Regions from separate parts of the Danio rerio genome. Here regions 1 and 2 are each linked to region 3. The links are chromatin contacts, called in public Hi-C and Micro-C maps. All regions are on one chromosome and are shown on one strand. The core of a region is the stretch at or near the end of the contact, and the rest is flanking DNA. Distances in the headings are between cores, read along the strand shown.

Evidence for each region. Hi-C and Micro-C count contacts between places; a contact is called where the count stands out from the background.
Region 1: a contact with region 3 is called in a Hi-C map of hematopoietic stem cells, with 2.6 times the contacts expected there. The contact joins the promoter of hcfc1b here to the promoter of tfe3a in region 3. A contact is called at or near these places in 2 of 18 Hi-C or Micro-C datasets (embryo and hematopoietic stem cells) and 2 of 4 datasets of contacts at active chromatin or transcription factors (embryo and gastrula embryo).
Region 2: a contact with region 3 is called in a Micro-C map of caudal fin, with 6 times the contacts expected there. The contact joins the promoter of irak1 here to the promoter of tfe3a in region 3. A contact is called at or near these places in 2 of 18 Hi-C or Micro-C datasets (caudal fin and hematopoietic stem cells) and 2 of 4 datasets of contacts at active chromatin or transcription factors (caudal fin and embryo).

What each region holds. Positions count from the first base shown.
Region 1 is chr8:9,101,587-9,104,286 of GRCz12tu, reverse strand. It overlaps hcfc1b (host cell factor C1b), which reads left to right and starts at 1,254. Exons shown (of 28, transcript NM_001128537.1): 1 at 1,254-1,438.
Region 2 is chr8:9,137,487-9,140,186 of GRCz12tu, reverse strand. irak1 (interleukin-1 receptor-associated kinase 1) reads left to right here and starts at 1,258. Exons shown (of 14, transcript XM_068223097.2): 1 at 1,258-1,530. The coding sequence starts at 1,419.
Region 3 is chr8:9,326,333-9,329,032 of GRCz12tu, reverse strand. tfe3a (transcription factor binding to IGHM enhancer 3a) reads right to left here and starts at 1,420. Exons shown (of 10, transcript NM_131848.2): 1 at 921-1,420. The coding sequence starts at 1,051.

The DNA of each region.
Region 1 (2,700 bases), core at 5-2,504, 220 kb after region 3:
CTACTTTTCATTTTTGTGTAATTTGATCAGTTACCTTTAATGTATTTGCCTTAAATACTGTAAATAAATTCAACAATTTTGGATTAATTACCTCTGAGAAGCAGTATATGTATATATATATATGCTTCTAGTTGATCATTTGGAAAAGTGGCAGAAGGTTGTTTCTTTTCGAATAATTATTTGTTGAACTGCATCACAATCATCACAAATACATAATACATGTACATTCATAATAAGACCTATTGGAACCTGCATGCACCCAAGATTGTAATAGAAATCTGCCAAGTTTGGTGAAGAAAACACTCATGATTTGGGGTCACATTCAGTTTGGGGGGAGGGTGTGTGAGAGATCTGCAGAGTGAATGGCAACATCAACAGCCTGACGCATCAAGATATTTGTGCTCCTCATACTTCAGCCTCCACATCAAAGTTCCTGAAAGCAAAGAAGGTTGAGGTGCTCCAGGATTGGCCAGCCCAGTCACCCGAAATGAACATTATAGAGCATGTCTGGGATAAAATGGAGGAGGCATTGAAGATGAATCCAAAGAGTCTTGATGAACTCTGGGAGTCTGGAAAAACGCTTTCTTTGCCATTCCAGATGACTTTATTAATAAGTTATTCGAGTCATTGCAGAGATGTGTGGATGCAGTCTTCCAAGCTCATGGGAGTCAGACACAATATTAATTCATTTCCACTGCACCATGACTTTATACTCTATACTGGACATTATTCCTGTTAAGTGATAAGCCTTTGTCTAGGCAAAGTCAGACCTTATTGTCCTAATTAAATTATTTAAAAATCAAGGCATGATCATATTTTATTTTGGTCAAATAAGCCTAATCTAGAGGCCTTTGCCTTTCATATAAGCTACTTCTGATACCAAATGATCAACTAGAAGTCAAGTTATTATTTAATGTTCCTAAAACTTGGATTGTCGACAAGACTTGTAGTGTATTTTTGAGGTAATTACTTTAAAAAAATATTTTATTTTATACATAAAATATTAATTATTATTGTGTTACTTTTTAAATAAAGCTAATTGATCATGTCGATTTAAAGTAACTCAATTACATATTGTGTAACTTGGTTCCTTTTCAGATATAGTAATGAAAAATTAGTTGAAATTACATTTTAATGACAGAATTAATAATTATTTAGGACTGCTTTTTTGAAGTAAGTTACCCAACAAAGCATCCAACACTCATAATATATTAAGGTTTATTATAAACATAATAAGTTGAAAGGCAGTAATGATTCCTGTGTTGATGCTGGGCGCGCGCTCTAGAGGCTGAAGCGCTGGTCAGAAGATGGCGGCTTCCTGGGCGGCATGAAAAGATGTAGAGTTAGACATTTCTACAGTGAAAGACGCACCCAGGGTTGAATTCGTTCTCCGAGTCCTCCCTCGTGATTTTTAAATTAAGTTAACGAATCGGAACGAGTAAGTATTTGGTGCCAGGCAAATGACAGAATCCGAGTATTTTGCAGCTTTCTGTGACGGCTAACGGTACATCCGCCATTTTTCTTGAGGGAAGCTAAAGCGAGCAGCCAGGGACGAAACCAAATCTGAAAGTTACTCAACTGTGCATCTCGAATAAAAATAAATGCCACTTGCTATTCTAACAGTAAATAAACATGAAACGTGTAACATTGTTCTCTGTTGTGCCACATGAGTATGTAGAAGTTGCAGTGTTGTATTGAGCTATGTAGCATTGAAGCTAACTGGCTGCCCTATGGATTTCGTTGAACAGGAGCTAACGTCAGTGTGCTATTGCGGTTAAAAGCTAACAAGAGGAGCAGCCAATGTAAGTTGCTACTTGGTTTTATCGGCGCAGGTTTGTAGAAAGAAAGTGTGTGCTTTAAAGGTTTCACGATGTGTATTATGTGTTAATATGCGCACGGATCACTATAACGCTGCGGGATTTTCTTCCAGAGGGGTGGATTGTTTGGTTTGTTTATCAAGATGGCGGCACCCAGACCAGAGAGGCATGAAAAATCCACACAGATCACAGAAACATTCATTAACCTTTTTACCCATTTGTATCAACGCGCATTTTTAATACATCCGTTTTCTGACCCCTTTAACTAATTTAAATATTACCCACGCGATTTAGTATGCGTGCCTTTATTAAAAAAACTATTTTATTCTGCTGTCAAATTCTTTAATTTGATTTAAATGTTTTATTTTGCCATCATTTGCTTAAATGTGTTTAATTTAAATCTCTTTTTTGTTCACCGCCCACTTTGTCTCATAATCAGCAAATTGCCATTTTAATATTATTATCATCGCTATTTTCATCAGCCTTTTTATTCAGTAACGTTAGCTTGTTTAATGTAAAGATTTCTAACTTGCATTAATTATTATGTGTATTATTGTTATTCTCACCTCCCATTTCATTTCGCTTGATTTTAACACTTTTTCCGCCGTCCATTTTATTTTATAATTATATGTATTATTATTTACATCAGTGCAGCTTTTATTATATAGCTTGTATGATAAAAACTATTTTATTTTCCGACACCCATTTATGACTGCTCCCCCCGCCCATTTCCATTCACTAGCTTGGTTGTGTTAGCTTAGCCACTTAGCAGCTAACTAGGCTCTCGTGCTGGTAGCGTATAGCTAGCCTCTGCAAGATGGCGGCATACACATCTTCATCTCGCTTTTCTTTTTCTCCAGCAGAAATTTAGCTACAACAAACC
Region 2 (2,700 bases), core at 9-2,508, 190 kb after region 3:
AGGTATGATTCAGTTTTGCTAATAATTTTAATCGGATTTGCAGTGTAATTTAGTACTGTTATTATCATAGTCAGCAGTGGACTTAATAAATAAGGGAGGTAAGCAGCCGCTTAGGGCCCCGGGGAAGTAAGGGCCCCCCACAAATACCAAGAAGCCTATATTAATCATATATCTCTTTTATAAATGTTCTATTGTATGCTGTAATTTTAACGTATTTAATGTAAAGATATTAACGTTACTACTTCTTTTCAAATCCGCGTGCACCGCATGAAAAATGGAATGTTCCTTCCATACCAACACCAATCAGACCTGTCTGGGCTAGCTAATCAAGCTCTTAATCCGCGGTCACATCGCACTTTTCACCCCATAGGCTTCCATTCATAGCCACACAAATGCGACAGACCAGAAACGCAAGCTTGTGCAGCAAGTTTCGTAGTTCGCTGCATTGCAAAGTTCAAGCTTTGTGAACTCTGACCTGCAAAATCGCATCACTTGACTGCGTGAGACCAATCGAAGATAAAAACATGACCTCTCTGGACAGAAATGTAAAATATGGACCAATCGCTCAGTTTTTTTAAAATGTCTAATCATCTTGTTTAAACCAGCCCCTTGATACGACAGAATTTTGCATGCTCAAACTCTAGTGTGACTGTGGCATTACTGGGCTTTCTAGAAACATCCATGTAGGTGTGTTGAGGCAAGCTGGAGCTATCTTCAGGACACCAGCCCTCCAAGACCAATGCTGTACATAGTTTGTAAACTTATTTTTTAAAAATATATTGTTTTACTTTAAGAAGATAAAGCTTCCTTTACTTATTATATATATATATATATATATATATATATATATATATATATATATATATATATATATATATATATATATATATATATATATATATATATATAGCCTACTTTTTAGCATAAAGATTATTTTTCAAAAATGTTAGAAAATAATAGGCTAAATATTTTATCTGACATTGCATCACTGGCTGCAAAAAACACACTAGAGTGAAATTACCCTATTACTAAATGTGAAAAAGGAAATGGAAAATGTGAGTAATTTAGACGTGATGGCGAAGGAATTTACGAGCTCTTCTACTATGGCGAAGGGGAGTATTATGAATATTAATAAACGTAATATGATGTAGGTCTGACGTTAGTAAGTAGGCGGTGCTCATGTGTAATGTCTTTGCGCTACCTCATGAATAGTAATTAGTTAACAAGCATGAATATTCATGAACCAGGCATTTCGCCATTGTGATTTGTTTGTGACTCAAAAGAAGAAAGCGACCACCGAAAAGTAGCAGCCACAAGCAGGAAAAACCCCCGCAAGAACCACGTAAAAATAATATCTAAAAGTCTTATACACTAAAGGAGAAGAGAAAAGTTAGTGAAAACGCGGAGGGTTTGGGAAAATGTCAGGAACAGAGTTTGACAAGGTGTTACTGTACAATTTATCCGCGTCTGTTATGAATGACTTCACTCGGGTTATGGACTCGCTTTCAAACTCAGACTGGATATCTTTCGGTAAGATTCATGGCTTTGTGTTTGTTTTTGTATCACAATGGTGCTGTGTTCATTTATTTAAAGTTTAACCTAACTCCAGTGGATATGTTGATTAGCACACTTGCTAACATCAACTGTAAACTCGCTTAACGTTAGCCATCTCTTCGCTTAGCTTAGTCGAAAGGTGAAATATTTTCTTTTTAAAGCGAATGTTTATTTAAAGTGCAGATTAGTGTTGATTTATTTGCCCTGGTCTGGTTAATAGTTAGTTTGATAGTTTTTAGTAATTCGTAATAGTTTTTTATGTGTCAGTGTGGGTATTGTTTTGTATTCATAAGTTACTTTTATTATTATTTGTGTGTGTGTGTGTGTGTGTGTGTGTGTGTGTGTGTGTGTGTGTGTGTGGAAATTACACCTTTAATTGAGTTTGTTTTATGACTTAAATAATTTCAACTTTGATTTATCATGTTATTAGTCAGATCTCAGCATCTAACCTGAATGAATGAACACAACAAGAATATACACACTATTAAGTACTATAGAAATGTATTGAAAACACTATAATGTTTTTCTGTCATAGTATAGTAAGGTACTTGAATTAATCTGTTGTGGTAATTCTATTCAACTACTATATTAAAATGAACCAACTGTAGGATATATTACACTACAATACACCACGGTTTACTGCAATATACCAGGCCTGTAGCCAGCCTGGTGAAAGGGATTGTTCTTTTTTTTCTCAAAAAGTGGACGTTTTTGCAGTTATTCGGTTCATTTTCTATTTAATTCTAAGATTTATATACTGCTCTATTTTTAGCTGAATTTATCGAATTAGTAAGCTTGTTGGATGGTCATCATAACCACACTTTTTGATGTACCAAATATTTAGAATAAAGAAAGATGACAAATATTTGTTTTTAAAATAGACATTTATTACATCATATATCATTAGAAAAAAAATAGTTTTAATAATAATAATTTATAATGATAATAATTATCATTTTGATATGATAATAATAATAATCATTTAGAGCTTTAATAAGTTTCTAGCCTCTCTTATAAAAAGTGCTACACACTTTTTTTCTGGTCATGTTTTCTTTCAAGAATAATGTCCAAGATGTGTAGAATAAAAGTTGCTTGTCAAATGTTTTGTCTTTTTAAAAACAATACAGCAGTGAAAGACGACTTTGC
Region 3 (2,700 bases), core at 171-2,670:
AAAATATGAAAGAATGGTCTAAATTTGCACTCTGGCACTCAAAAATTTATGGATTGAAAAAAAAGTTATTCTTCTCTGAGATGGATAGATGGAGTGACAGATGGATATATAAATGGATAGATGGATGGATGGATAGACAGACAGACAGACAGACAGACAGACAGACAGACAGACAGACAGACAGACAGACAGATAGATAGATAGATAGATAGATAGATAGATAGATAGATAGATAGATAGATAGATGGATAGATGGATAGATAGATAGATAGATAGATAGATAGACATCAATCGATCGATCAATAGAAAGATGGATGAATGGATGGATGGATGGATGGATGGATGGATGGATGGATGGATAATTTAATATGTGAAATCTGTAATATTTTGTGAACGTTTTCCAGTTTTCTGTTTTTGAGCATTGCAGGTCGAATGAAATGAATTAAAATTCTTTATTCATAATTATTTGGATCTATAATTATTTGTTTAGTATGCATATACTCAGAAACTTGAATAAGTCGAACATTTTTGTTGTTTGTTTGTTTTGTTGTTTTTTTAATATAATAGTACACAAAAATATTAATGAATCAAATTGAATGGTGCTTCTAATTATTGACTTTTCCAAAACAGTAGCCTTTAGTATAGGAAAATAATAGTAACGGTTTTTCATTAAAAAAGCAACACCACTGCCATTATGTAAACAAACTCTGATATATAATGAATGAAAATGAATGACATTTTTGTTAGTTATCATCAGAAATGATGTTGATAAAGAAACACGTCAGTTGACAGACTTCTTCGTCCTCTACGGACCTTTAACTTTTTTAATTGATGCGCAAGTGTAAAGTTTAGTTCCATCCAACAGCTAATGAACGCAAAGGCAAATCAATTAATTAATGTTTAGTTGATGTGACACTGACCTGATGAGATTGACAGATTCTGCTGAATCCAGTATTACGTAGACGGTCTGAGGACGCTCGTGCCCCTGTTGCCCAGGTAATGCCACTTCCGATCTGCCCTTCTCGGGTCTGACAGAAGGCAGGCTGGACATTTTTTTTTCCAGAAGTCCACCAATAAAATGAACAAATAGCAAAATTAACGAGTTAGAATAACTGATATACACCGATAGCAACCTGTGAGCGACAGTAAGGCAAGCCGGTTGTTTTCTAAAGAGGCTAAAATAGAGGACTGCAAGAGGACTCTCGGTTAGCGAGAGATGTTTACTGCAACCGCTAGTCGTTTTTTCAAATTCCCGTATCGATGCGTTCTTTCTTTATCTGTCTAGACTAGAGTTTGATGAAAAAATAAATGCGACTTAAGAGTCTAAAGTCCGTAGTTCCTCTATCAGCGTGCGACTACTGTGCAAACGGCTATATCTCGCTCTCTTGTCTCTTCACCGTCCACTGAGAGAGTAAATCTGACCGGAAAACCCCACAGTGACGCTCCATGATCAGCCGAGTGAGGACTGACGGGCGAGCGGACCAATAGCCGCGGAGAAGGGGTGGGACTTTGAACTTGTCAGCCAATAGACGAGCGAGAGCATACTTGTTTACTTCAAGCATTAGGTCAGCCTTTGATATAACATTACAAACTATTTCGTCATCCTTTAGATTTAGGTGATACATCTCTGTGTGATGTCAAGATGAAACGAACACTACAATGATAAAGCGTTTAAGTATGAATACTGTGGTTTAAATGTACATATAGTGTGGCATTTTCTTTAAATATCTGTATATTTATTAATTTAGGTGTAATATTCATAGTGTATACACAGGTATGTGTATTATTTTGCAGAATCTTCCAATAGGGAACAGTTTTTTAAGCATTAGAGGCATACATATTGAGTGTGTATACATGTAGAGAGAGAAAATATTATTGTGTGAGTGTGAATATACATATATATTATTGATATGATTAGCAAATCACTAATAATACAATACACAACATTAGGATAAGATGCAATCAAAATGTCACGCTATTTTTTGTTCTTTTATTACTTTATTTCATAAACATTTTCATGATCTTGCACAGATTTCATTGGGATATTAACATACAATGGTACCCAGTGGCCTGCCACTAATTGAATCAACAATAATAATTATAATAGTACTTGAAATAACAGTAATACCCATTATGTGTACAATAAACCAGGTTTCATGAGGGAAAACAACGGTATGTATACTTGTGCCATATAGTGTGATGTTATCGCTAATGGGCTTGGAAAAGAATGCTCATAATGCAGCCATTTTGTGGTTGTCCGAGAGCAAAATAACATTACGTGAACTGTCCTTGAGAAGATCAGATATAAGGGCTATCTGGCAATGTTTTACACATCCTTCTCTGCTGGTTTGTTGCAAACGTGCATAAAAAGTCAGCAAAAAAGAAGACAGAAACAGGTCAGGAGGTTGGCATGCTGTGATGATGCCAGAAAGCAGAGGAGAAGGAATGGTAGATCATCGCTAGACAGGTATAATCATTAACATCTATGAGCAAAACAACTGCCCAAGCCTCCATTTCTCTATTTAACTCCCATATAAAAGAATCCAAACGCTGGTTTACAATAAATATGTTTCAAAGTTTGGCGTTACAAAGTAATCTTCCTCACGGCAAAAGGGAATTGTTGCTAAAAGTTATAAAAATGAACAAGATTATACCACTCAAGTCAAAAATCCAGCAACAGATTACATCATCATCATCATC